2 separate regions of the Zea mays genome follow, and region 1 is linked to region 2. The links are chromatin contacts, called in public Hi-C maps. All regions are on one chromosome and are shown on one strand. Each heading gives the region's core, a stretch centred on a gene start, on an enhancer-like site or on the middle of the called end of the contact. The rest is flanking DNA. Distances are from core to core; before and after follow the strand shown.

Evidence for each region. A called contact is a pair of places that touch in the nucleus more often than the background predicts.
Region 1: a Hi-C map of endosperm shows a contact between it and region 2, with 3 times the contacts expected there. The contact joins the enhancer-like site here to the promoter of LOC100282073 in region 2. A contact is called at or near these places in 2 of 25 Hi-C or Micro-C datasets (ear and endosperm).

Annotation. Positions count from the first base shown.
Region 1 is chr1:101,687,766-101,693,512 of Zm-B73-REFERENCE-NAM-5.0, forward strand. No RefSeq gene overlaps it. Among protein-coding and RNA genes, the nearest start is that of LOC103637709, 21 kb to the right of the region's middle. Within about 2 kb of position 2,661, at least 18 of the 20 cell types and tissues checked have an H3K27ac peak or open chromatin away from gene starts, as enhancers often do. A contact at or near this core is called in ear and endosperm, where this site is marked.
Region 2 is chr1:101,448,239-101,454,181 of Zm-B73-REFERENCE-NAM-5.0, forward strand. It overlaps LOC100282073 (AT-hook protein 1), which reads left to right and starts at 2,202. Exons shown (of 6, transcript NM_001154986.1): 1 at 2,202-2,455; 2 at 2,532-3,274; 3 at 3,370-3,422; 4 at 4,420-4,551; 5 at 5,062-5,223; 6 at 5,328-5,943. The coding sequence starts at 2,707. The coding sequence ends at 5,666. LOC103637704 (protein FAR1-RELATED SEQUENCE 5-like) reads right to left here and starts at 1,978. Exons shown (of 5, transcript XM_008660389.1): 1 at 1,674-1,978; 2 at 1,488-1,586; 3 at 1-1,406. The coding sequence starts at 1,796.

The DNA.
Region 1 (5,747 bases), core at 1,411-3,910, 240 kb after region 2:
ATTTCATTATTTATATTGTTTTTACCTATCGCTTTTATAAAAAAGAATATTTTTTTGTACATCACGAAATTGAAATACTTATTACAATATATTTTCATTTTATGGAGAAATTACTCATCATTCATATATAGCAAAACAATGTATCACAAATTTGTATTATATATTTTCCTTCTTGTATACGCAAACAAAAAACCGTTAATCTCTACCAAAATTAAAATAGTTTGACTAAGCTATTTGCAACTGCATTATGCAACAATCCAGCATCGGACACCATTTTTTTAACACAATATGCATGCATGCAACGTGGTAAGTCAATCAACAGTGGTCGTCACGTGCACAAGTGTCAGGTCGTAGCGCTTTGATTGCGGATAGAGGACGAACAGTATTTCTCTACATATAGCGGCTGAAGCAGAGACTCCAAATTTTAGAGTGTCTTTTAGGGTTCCTTGTTGGGTGGATAAAGGAGCACAATATCCTCTAAATTTAGAGTACAAGTTGTTTTACAGTTCGTTGCTGGAGAGAGTCTTATTGTTGCAACGCTGATACAGATGAACTTTTGTTCGGTATACATGTAGTGGTTGAAAATTTATACACTATATTAATAAGCTAAGCTCTTATATTCTAAATTATAAGTCATTGTTTTACCTCTAAATTGTTATATATTCAAACATACGTTATATTTAGATATATAGTAAAATCGATGTATCAAAAAAGATCAAAGCTGGAGGAAGTATATAATAATGTAATCGTATACTCACCCTATCCCCGAATAAATATCGTTACAGTATTTATGACAGTCGGCCTTTTTAAAATTGAACTAAATTTACAGAAAATATTAGTGATATTTTTATCTTTAGATAAATTTATTAAAAACAATTCAATGGTATATAAATATAATGATACTAATTACATACTATTTTTTGTATATGTTTAGTAAATATTAAAGGTCGTTTGACAACTTATGAAACGACACCAATATTTATTTTGAGACCGTGGGAGTATGTAGCAGATCTGAACTAACAGCACGTCACTAGCTCATCCTATCATTCGTCATCGATGATCGCACGTCTTAGGCTCTGTTCCAATCTCGCGACATAAATTTTAGTAGCTTTTTTTAGCTACTTTTAGCCATTTGTAATCTAAACAGAAAAGCTAATGGTGGTAATTAAAGCTAAACTTTAGCACTTCAATTCATATAGCTAAAATTTAGCAAAAAGCTAAAGATTATTTCGTGAGATTGAAACGGGGCCTTATACGGTGTCGTCGGCTGCCGAAAAGATGGATGCAGCGAATAGGCGATAGCTAGCGTCGTCGAGGACGCCGCTGCATGCATGCTTGCGCACTTCATTTGAAAACGGTAGTAAACAATATTTATTTGATTATTAGCTTTTTTAGTCATTTTTTATTGCGAATAAACAGGATATATAATTTTATATTCTTGTTTTTAATATTTAGCTTATAAAGATTTATAAAATATAAACATCAAATTTATTCTATATTTTCTCAAACGATATATAAAAAATTCGGCATGGATTCTGAAGTCATTTGGATATTTTTTTAAAATGATATATATATATATATATATATATATATATATATATATATATATATATATATATATATATATATATATATATATATATATATATATATATATATATAGTTTGGTATGGATTCGGAAGTCAATTGGATATTTTTTACCTTTTTGACATAGAAAGCAAATAATATATAAAATAATTTATATAATATTTTATTATTATTTATAATAATGAACTTGATAATAAGAAAAAAATAAATATGAAATTATATACAAATATATTTTAAAATATTAAATTTGTTCAAGGAATTATCACTTTCACCCATTTCCATCTCGGCAGCTCGATCTCAACTCACCCGTACGTTCGGGCCCGGCCGCATGCGTGTATGCATCAATGCATGCATCCATGCAAAAACAAAGCGCCCGGCCTAAAGTACCGTGCGTCTCTCTCTCCACCCTACAGTTGCAGGCCGTGTGGGCGTTCCATTCCTTTCCCATGATTAGTGTTGGAAATTGGGCCAGACCGGACCAGGCTCAAGCCTATTGTGCTTAGTGTCAAATGAGTTTGGACCAGAAAAGCCCAAAATACTTTTGAGCCGTGTCGTGCCAGTCCAAAGTGTAAAAACAGTGGCCCAACCCGGCCCTAAATCACGTCGTGCCTTCGTTGGACCATGCCGGTCCAAGCCCGGCCCATATATTTGACCACATAAAATCAAAATATTACACCATATAAAGTTTATAGCTTACTAAATTAAAGATATTAAACAATTCTAGCATCATTTAACCACACAAACTCCAAATATAACAACAATATAAAGTCGATATCATACTAAGTTAAAGAAATTAAACAGATTGAGTTTAATTGGGCCGTGTCAGCCCAAGCCCGACCCATCTATGCGGGCCGTGCCGGGGGCCCGATGGACTGAAATTTGAGACTCGGCTCAGACCTGACTTCGGGCCGTGCTAGCTCGACCCATATTATTTCGTGTCGGACCGTGCTTTAGACTCGTATTTTAAAGTTGTGCTCGTGCTAGCTAAAAAAACCCGACCCATATTGCTAGCACTACGCATGATCGCATCTCACTCCTACGGTTCCACCAGTCCACCACAGAGACGTTGTTTGGCGCGTCCCAGCGGATTCGCGCGCGCCAGGCCTAGGCGCTGCCTCCTGCACGCTGCGTGGGGTGGACGGATGCTTCGAGAAGAAGGCAGATTGGCAGGCGGCCACGCATCGGGCAGGCGGCACGGCGCGAGAGCTAGCCGGTGGGGTGAGGGTTAGTCTCGAGACTCGAGAGTCGGTAGACGACCGTTTTCGATTTCGTCTATGGTAAAAAAATATAAAAACGAAAATGATTTTAGCGTTTATTTGTAACCGTTTTTATCCTGAGTCCGGCAGGGCCGTGACGAGAGACACCAATATCGCAGCTGGTACGTGCACTCCGTGGATGGTGCACTGGGCGACCGACGCTGGAGTTGGTGAATAATGCTCGACACCATCATAACTAGTACTTAGACGTCGTTTGGTTCGATAGGATTTTTTATCAGATAGTAACATTTATTCGATACAGATCCAAACGTTAGATACTTTTACGTCCTAGATTGTGTGCCACAAGACAGAATCTGATTTATCAACCTTATGTTAGATAATTTTTGGGTAATGTGCACAGCCTAGATTGTAAAAATTCGCTAGTTCCCAAATGCAACCTTATCACATCAGAGAAAGCAAGTAGTCTTTCACACACAAAAATGTAAATAGTTCAACAGCATTATGCATACAGATTCTACACACAACATTATGCGTTCATCGTATAATCCCTTCATCTTAAAATAGTATTTATTTTAGTTTCAATTTTTATATTTATATTTAATTAGATGATAATAAATATAGATATATATATAATACATATACTAAGTATTATATGAACTACTGAAAAACCAAAACAAATTTTATTTTGTAACAGAGCCAGTATTAATTTATGATGCCCCGCTTGCACCAAGTTTTTAACATGCCCGGTGTACCACCTTACCGCCCTCGGCCGGCAAATATCATACTCCTAGTCCTAACAAAGGTTGTGCCATCTCAATTCTCAACAGACCCGTGTCACACGGCATCAGCTAGCCGCCTAGTTATGTGATCTGCCACTGAATACCTTGTGAAACACGCTGTTGAATGAGAAATTTGTAACCGGATGATGCAGGGCTGCAGGGGCAGACAGAATGACCTGATAAGAAAAGAAGAAGGGAAGCCGATCAACAAAAATGCATATAAAGCATATTTGTGATGCATAAAACTAGAAGTCCAGAAATTAAAACACAAGCCAAGGTCAACTAGCCGCATGGAGGAAAGAGTTTGTTTGGATTTGTCTCCTACTAGATAGGATAAGTCAGTTTTATTAGGCTAAACAGTTTCCTGTTGTTTAGGCTAGAATATTTCCCGTTATTTAGATTAAATCAGTTGTTGCATGCTCGATCAGAAGGCTTATATAAGCCTACTGTACGCTACAGTAAAGAAGAGGCAAAAAAGAATTCTTCATTACTTTTCTGGTTTACTTGTCATTATTTCTTTCTCTGTTTTCCTTTGGTGTTTTGCCGAGAAAAACACCCGAAATCATCTCCGCGAAAGTGAGATCCATCCAATCCAATTATCGCTGTTGTTTGCTTTGAAAGATTGATTCATAGCAACAGATTTGGCGACTCCGCTGGGGAACGATTTATAATCGTTTCACGGCGGCAAACTGCTGGTGATTGGCGTCCTCATCGCCAATCATAGTCGGGGCTATGGAGGACAAGACAGCGAAGAAAACGGCGCTAGACAAATCTGAAGTTCATCCCTTGAACGTGATCAAAGTCACGATGGAAGATCTTACAGAGGTAGACAGGAAGGAGATTGAAGAAGAAATCGCACGAGAGATGGAAGAGAAACGGAACGAGAGGTTGGCTTGTTTCCGAAAAACCAAGAATGGTGTGATCAAACAGACCATTGGGGCAAGCACGTCCGGCAAAAAGGTAAGTTCATCTGTCACTTGCGAAGAGCTAGCTCACATGATTGATACTTCTGTAGCTAGCAAGTATGGGGCTGATGTCACAGAAATTACGCGTATGATTTCTGAGGGAGTACGTAATTCTTTCGATGTGTTTAGATCTGAATTTAAGCAAGATATAAGCAACAACATGCCTAGACAGATTCGATCTATAGTTCAACAGATACAAGAAGAGAGTCAGGGTAAACGTGCAGCGAATTCACCAGACACGTCTAGCTTCGGCATAGCAGTTGCACCCAACACCATAGATGCATCGGCTAAGGGTACGAGTGGGAGTGCAGTAGCAAATTCTAATCTGCAGCAGCCATATTACCAAAGTGTGGCTTATGGACCATTTATTAATCCCATAGGAAACGGAGTGCCGCAAGGATCTGTACCAAACAGGCATGTGGCAGGGGCGCAGGGAGCATTGTGTTCGACCCCTTTTATGACACCTGTGACTTATGATGGTGAAGCATTTGAAAATGTTAGGGAGCAGGTAGCAAGGACGCTTAGGGAATTTGGTTTTGAGCCTAAAGGGCATACTAGATCCTATAAGAAGCCTTACCCAGAATTTTTTGATACAGTGCCATATCCTCGGGGTTTTAGAATTCCAGATTTTGTGAAATTTTCGGGAGACGATTCAAAAACCACCTATGAACATGTAGGACAATACTTGGCACAAGTAAATGATATAGGTATAACTGATGCCCACAAAGTTAAATTGTTTCCTCTATCATTGTCCAGCACTGCCTTCAATTGGTTTACATCTTTAGCACCGAATTCAATTAGTACTTGGGCGTGTTTGGAGAAAAAATTTCATGACTACTTTTATTGTGGTGAGACTGAGCTTAGGTTATCACATCTTACTACAGTCAGACAGAAATATAATGAGACTGTTTCTGAGTACATTAAAAGATTTAGGGAAACTAGGAATAAATGTTATAACTTAACTCTAGGGGAAAGGGACTTGGCCGATTTAGCTTTTGCAGGGTTGTCGTCTTATCTGAAGGAGAAGTTAGAGGGGCAAGACTTTAACGATATAAACCAAGTTATGCAGCGCGCTATCACCCATGAAAATCGTGTTAGGGATAAACAACAATATAGCCGATTTAGAGACACGAATAGTAGGGAAAAGGAGAAACGTGAGGTTAACATGTTGGAGCCCAATACTGATAGTGATGAGGAGA
Region 2 (5,943 bases), core at 952-3,451:
TCAGCAGCATACTTCAACAAAGGTAAATTTTGGATGTAATTAACTGGATTCTTCATACGTGATTTGAAATCTTCATCCAACTCATTTTCGCGAAGAGAAGCAGAAACCTTCTCGCATTCGACGATGAGTTCGGAAAGCCCAAGTTTCCTACGGAATCTCTTCTTAAATACATTATTCATACCTTCACTCCTTTGAGTAGTTGTCATATCCGCTGTAAAAGAGTCACGATAAACAGCAGCCCACTTTTCTCTTAAATTATATAGATTTAGCATCCACAAGTTCTCCTCAAGGCTATATTCAATCAACAGTTCATTCCACTTCCTTTTGAAACAATCCTCTGATCTATCTTCATAGACACAATTTTTAAATGCAGGTAGAAACTTCTTAGGATGGTTATGAATGATATGACTTAGATGTTTAGCGGCATTAAGATAAATATGCCATAAACAAAGTCGATGTCTTGTATTTGGGAACACATAAGCAATTGCACATGCCATGGCTGCATCTTGATCAGTGAAAATTGTACTTGGATGTTTCCCTGACATTGCTGTCAAAAAGGTTTGAAAGAGCCAAACAAATGATTCAATAGTTTCATTAAATAACAGTGCAGCCCCAAAGACTATTGTCTGCTTATGATGGTTGGTTCCAAGTAGTGGAGCAAAAGGCATTTCAAACTTATTTGTTTGAAATGTGGTGTCAAATGAAACATCATCTCCAAAGCATGCATAATCTAATATAGATTGACCATCAGCCCAAAAGAAATTAGCTATCCGACCATATTGCTCACCTTCTTCCAAATCTATTTCAATGGCATAAAAAAATGCATGATCCTCTATTTGCTTATTCTTCAAGTATTCCAATAGTGTTTGTGCATCATTGGATTCTAAATATTTCTTTCGTTCGCGACCGATCTCATTATTACAATCCATCCTCGAGAATGGAACTTTATCAGCACCTCCATAAAATTGCTTCATAAATTCATACACTTGCGTTGGTCTCATTCCAGCTTCCCGTATTTGGCTAATGAGTTGTCTGTCCGCTTCAATAACATGTCGTTGGGACCTTAACTTGTGTGCCTTGTTCGGACTAGCGAGGGTATGATTGTGTTCAAGTTCAACTTTTTGCACTGTCCAAACCCCTTCCCTGCTAATGCTAAACTGGACACGAGCTTTGCAACCTGTCCTTGTAGTTGATTGTGATGGCTCATTTTTTCTATTACCTTGGTTGCTGCAAACTATATGTTTCTGAAATATAGTTTTATCTGGTCGACGTCTTGTATCACTCTTTCTAATACTAAACCCAACCATACATGCATAAGCATTGTACATCTCATAAGCTTCTTTCTCAGAGTCAAAATACATTCCTACTTTAGGAACAATCACAGCTGGTCCAACTGGATCAACCTTCTATTGCAAAATACGTTTAGAATAAAGTCACGTTACAACAGTACGGAAATTTATTGCAAAATACGTTTAGAATAAAATCACCTTATATGTCACCACTTCTGGAATCGTGTTCTCCTTGCCTTGAATGTTAGTATCGATAGCGCCAACAATATTTACTTCGGTGTTTATACACTCAATGTTCTATGCAAATGTGGGAATTACAGTCAAATAGACAAACTAAATAGACGGAAAAAGTACAATGATCAAAAGAACTAATGATGACAGTACCTGCAGTGTCGCCTCTTCATGATCAGATGGATCGACGATTTGGGTAGGGACGTCACATAGCAAGGGTTGCAGCTGGGACATGATATTCGTGGTGGCGGCGGCAGGATCGCTGTACTCTTCCATGGATGCAATCGTCCCTCTAGGGCTGTGTGTTTGCGGTACGCAAGGAATGGCGGCGCTCGTTTGTGTAGGGCATGAAAAAAAGTAGATGGCTTATTTGCTTGTACGGCTGGCAGCTGGCTCCAAACGTTGGCTCCTTTTAACATTAAATTAGTGTGGCCAGCCGATCCGAAAGATTGCTTTGAGATTAATAAATGAACACGTGGCATCAATCCGGTAAGTGCTGCACAGATATCGCTCTGCAGCACGCATGTATGGAATTTTTTCCCTCGAGGTCGAGCTACTACCATCCATCTCTCCCCATTGCATGCGAAACAAGAAAGCAAGAGGCCAAGAGGAGCAGAGTGAGTGAGTGGCGTTTGGTGTGAAATGTGGACTTGGACCTGGAAGGAGGACGAAGCGGGTCATGGAATGGTGATGGACCTGCTGCTTGCTCCCCTCCCTGCCGATCTCTAATCACTTTGCCCCTAGGTACCGTACAGGCGTGCGCGCGGGGCATCAGACACACCTCCCCTTCCTAACTTCCACCAAATCTCCCTCCCTACCGTGCTTTCCGCTTTCCTCCCTTGATTTTTTTTATCCGTCTCCTAGCTCCAGATTTTAAAAATTATCTCTTGTGAGCAACTCATAGCTAACTACTACTAGTAGCTGAGACTAAAAGGGTGTGCTCTCTCGCTTTTAATCTCCATGTTACCGCTAGTGCTCTAGTCTTACCTAGCCTTGCTGAGCCCCTTGCAGTGCTGGGAGGAGAAGGACAAGGTCTCTGATCAGCTCAGCTTGTCTGGTCAAAGCTGAGAGCCTCGTTGTGCTGTGAGTGCAAGCTCGACCGACAGGACCCCTGCCACTGTGAAGCACAGCGTCAGCGGCGACAAGACGAAGGGGCGGAAGCTGCCAAGCCGATAGATCTACGCAAATGGAGACCAAGGACGTGTCGCCGCTCGCCGCCGCCACCACCACCACCGCGGCGCCCGTGCCTGCACCGACCTCTCAACCGCCTCCGCCGGCCCCTTCTTCTATGGCGCCGCCGCAGCACCAGCACCAGCACCATCCGCCGCCGCCGTTCGCGCAGCAGGCGGCCCCGGTTCCGTCGCCTGCCGCGTCCATGCCCGGCGGCATGCGGCTCTCGTTCGACCAGATGTCCGGGAAGGCGCCCGGGGAGCAGCACCACCACTCCGCGCCCATGCTGTACACGGTGCCACCACCGCAGTCCGCCGCGGGCGCGGGCGCACCGGGGGCCAATGTGCTGGGCATGGGCGAGCTGATGCGCAAGAAGCGCGGCCGGCCGCGCAAGTACGCGCCCGACGGGAGCATGGCTCTGGCGCTGGCCCCCATCTCCTCCGCCTCAGCCGGCGGCGCCGCAGCCCCCGGACAGCAGCAGCACGGCGGCGGGTTCTCCATCAGCAGCCCCCCGTCCGACCCCAACGCCAAGCGCCGCGGCCGGCCTCCCGGCTCTGGCAAGAAGAAGCAGTTCGAAGCCTTGGGTACATGTTTCTCTCCCGTGCTAAAATCCCTTCGTACATGCTTCTTGCGCGCGCCCTATCTCACCAGTGCTGTGCTCCTTTCTTCGCTCGTGCAGGCTCCTGGGGCATCGCCTTCACCCCTCACATCCTCACCGTCAAGGCCGGCGAGGTAAGATTCACAGATCTTGTTCAACTTTCAAAACTTTTGTTGCATGCATCCTTGCCGGCTTGCCGTCGCTGGTCGTATGGCGTAGATCTGCGAGTCGGCGCATCTCCTCTATGAAGGCCAAGTCATGTATGGTCGTAGGGAGTACGCATGTCATGTATGGCTTCTTGCCAGAAGGCCAAGTCACCTGTGCTTGCTGTGACCTTTGTGCTCTGTTCTGCCATGCCGTTGGGAAGCCCGGCAGGCTGTGAGCTCGCGTGGCGTGGGTGTTCGTCAGATTCCCGGCACAGCTACCAGTTGACCGGGCCCACTGTCAGTGGTGGCAAGCTGGTACTAGTGGGTGATGCACTCGTTGTCATTCCGGATTCTGACTGAGACTCTGGTGCTGCCAGTACCAGCCTGAATCCTGCGGTGTAGAATACGACGAGGGGCTCCAGGCAGCTGGCACCTTTTGGTTGTGCAGTCCTCACTCGAGTCTTGACTCTTGTGGGTGAGGACATGGACTGTGCAGGGTAGCTGGGCGAAAGGGTTGCTTATGCTGATCAAATTACTCCATGGAAGCAAACATTATATATTAGTTGCCTTCTAACGTCATTGTGTTTGTGAATCATGATGGTTGATCTAATTTGGAAGCATGGATGCAGCATACTTCACTGGTGTTTGCTAACTTTATTATTAATTAAATTGATGGATATCGAATAGTAACCTAAATTTACTTTTACTAGATGTTTGAATTGGATTAACTGTGTGGCTTGTGCATCTTGATCGACTAATCTGTACTGTAACTGAATTTGACATTCATCTCTCTGCTTCAACATTTGCTCTCAGCTAGCTGCTTAGAATTCTTGCTGCAAGCTGTTCGCTAGCATGGTGCAAGGCCAAGCCATGCAAATTGGTCACGCCTTTTTATTTCTTTATGGCTATGAAGTTATTTCTTCATTTATTGGCAGTGGGTCAGAAACTTGGATTCCTGTTCTAATATCTGCTTCTTGCCTGACAGGATGTTGCTTCAAAAATAATGACATTCTCACAGCAAGGCCCTCGCACAGTCTGCATCCTTTCCGCGAATGGTGCAATTAGTAATGTTACACTTCGGCAGCCAGCCACATCTGGTGGACTAGTTACTTATGAGGTATGGTCTTCTACTGCTTTCGAGTGAGTGGATGCATATGTATCTTCTTTTGAGAATGGTATCTGAATGTCATGAGGTTTTCTACAATCCTCCATAGAATAAGTCATTGGTCATCTTGTACTTTGTACCTCTTCTAACAATCTGCTGGATTGATGAGAGTGCCACCTGGTTGGTGGGAAACATTGGCTTTCAGTTAAGGAAGGACTATATTGTTGTTAGCTTCTTTTTCCTGACTTTGGTAATCTCAAATGGATCCACAAGCACATCAATTGACTTTCGGTTCACCTAATAATTTTTAGCCTAGTGTTTGGATTTTAATTGGATTGCGACTTTGATGCTAAGGTTGGGTACTTGGATGCCATCTGGCAAAGTGTTTGATACATGTTATACCACCTTAGAAACAATAGTGCCTGTGAAACTAACATAGATGCCCTGAGCAATTAACTATACAAGTTGCGCCTGCTGTTCATTGCCACACCTGACAATGCTATGTACATTTTCTTCTGGCAGGGGCGCTTTGAGATAATCTCGCTATCTGGTTCTTTCCTGCTTGCGGAGGATGGTGATACTCGCAGCAGGACTGGTGGCTTGAGTGTCGCACTTGCAGGATCTGATGGCCGAGTTCTTGGAGGGTGTGTTGCTGGAATGCTTATGGCTGCAACTCCTGTTCAGGTCTGATACATTTGGGTTTTCTTCCTCATCCCAGCTGACATCTGTTCGATTGCTTTATGCCACTGATCACTTGGTATTCCTACCTGTGTCTGATTGGTCATCAGGTTGTGGTGGCTAGCTTTATCGCAGAGGGAAAGAAATCAAAGCCAGCGGAAGCACGGAAGGTTGAACCGATGGCTGCTCCTCCACCGCAGATGGCTACCTTTGTTCCACCTCCGCTGGCCACCAGCCCTCCATCGGAGGGAACATCCAGCGCATCATCTGATGACTCTGGCAGCCCAATCCACCACAGTGCGATGCCGTTCAGCAACTCCAGCCAGCATCAACACCCTCACCAGCACCAGCACCAGCACATGCCGCCTGCCTACGCATCCGGGGGTTGGTCCCTCTCAGTGCACCAGCAGAATAGGCATGATTCTGACATGAAGATGATGTCGAACTAACAGTGCTCAACCTAGGCGTCCCATTTGTTGGTTGGGCTGGAGAGGAAGGAAGCTGCTGATGGTTGGTACTGCCGCTATGAAATGGTCTTCTTGCGCCGTCTGTCCTGATCAGTGACCCCGTGTTGCTCTGGTCAATGACGGTGTGTCTGCTATAGCTAAGATAGCTAGGAAGGATTAGAGTTTATGGGCTCACTTGCTGTTGTTCCCCTGGGTAAGATTAATTTAATTTGAATTAGCCGCTGTTGTAATGCTGTAGCCAGTGTCCTGAAGTCGCTTA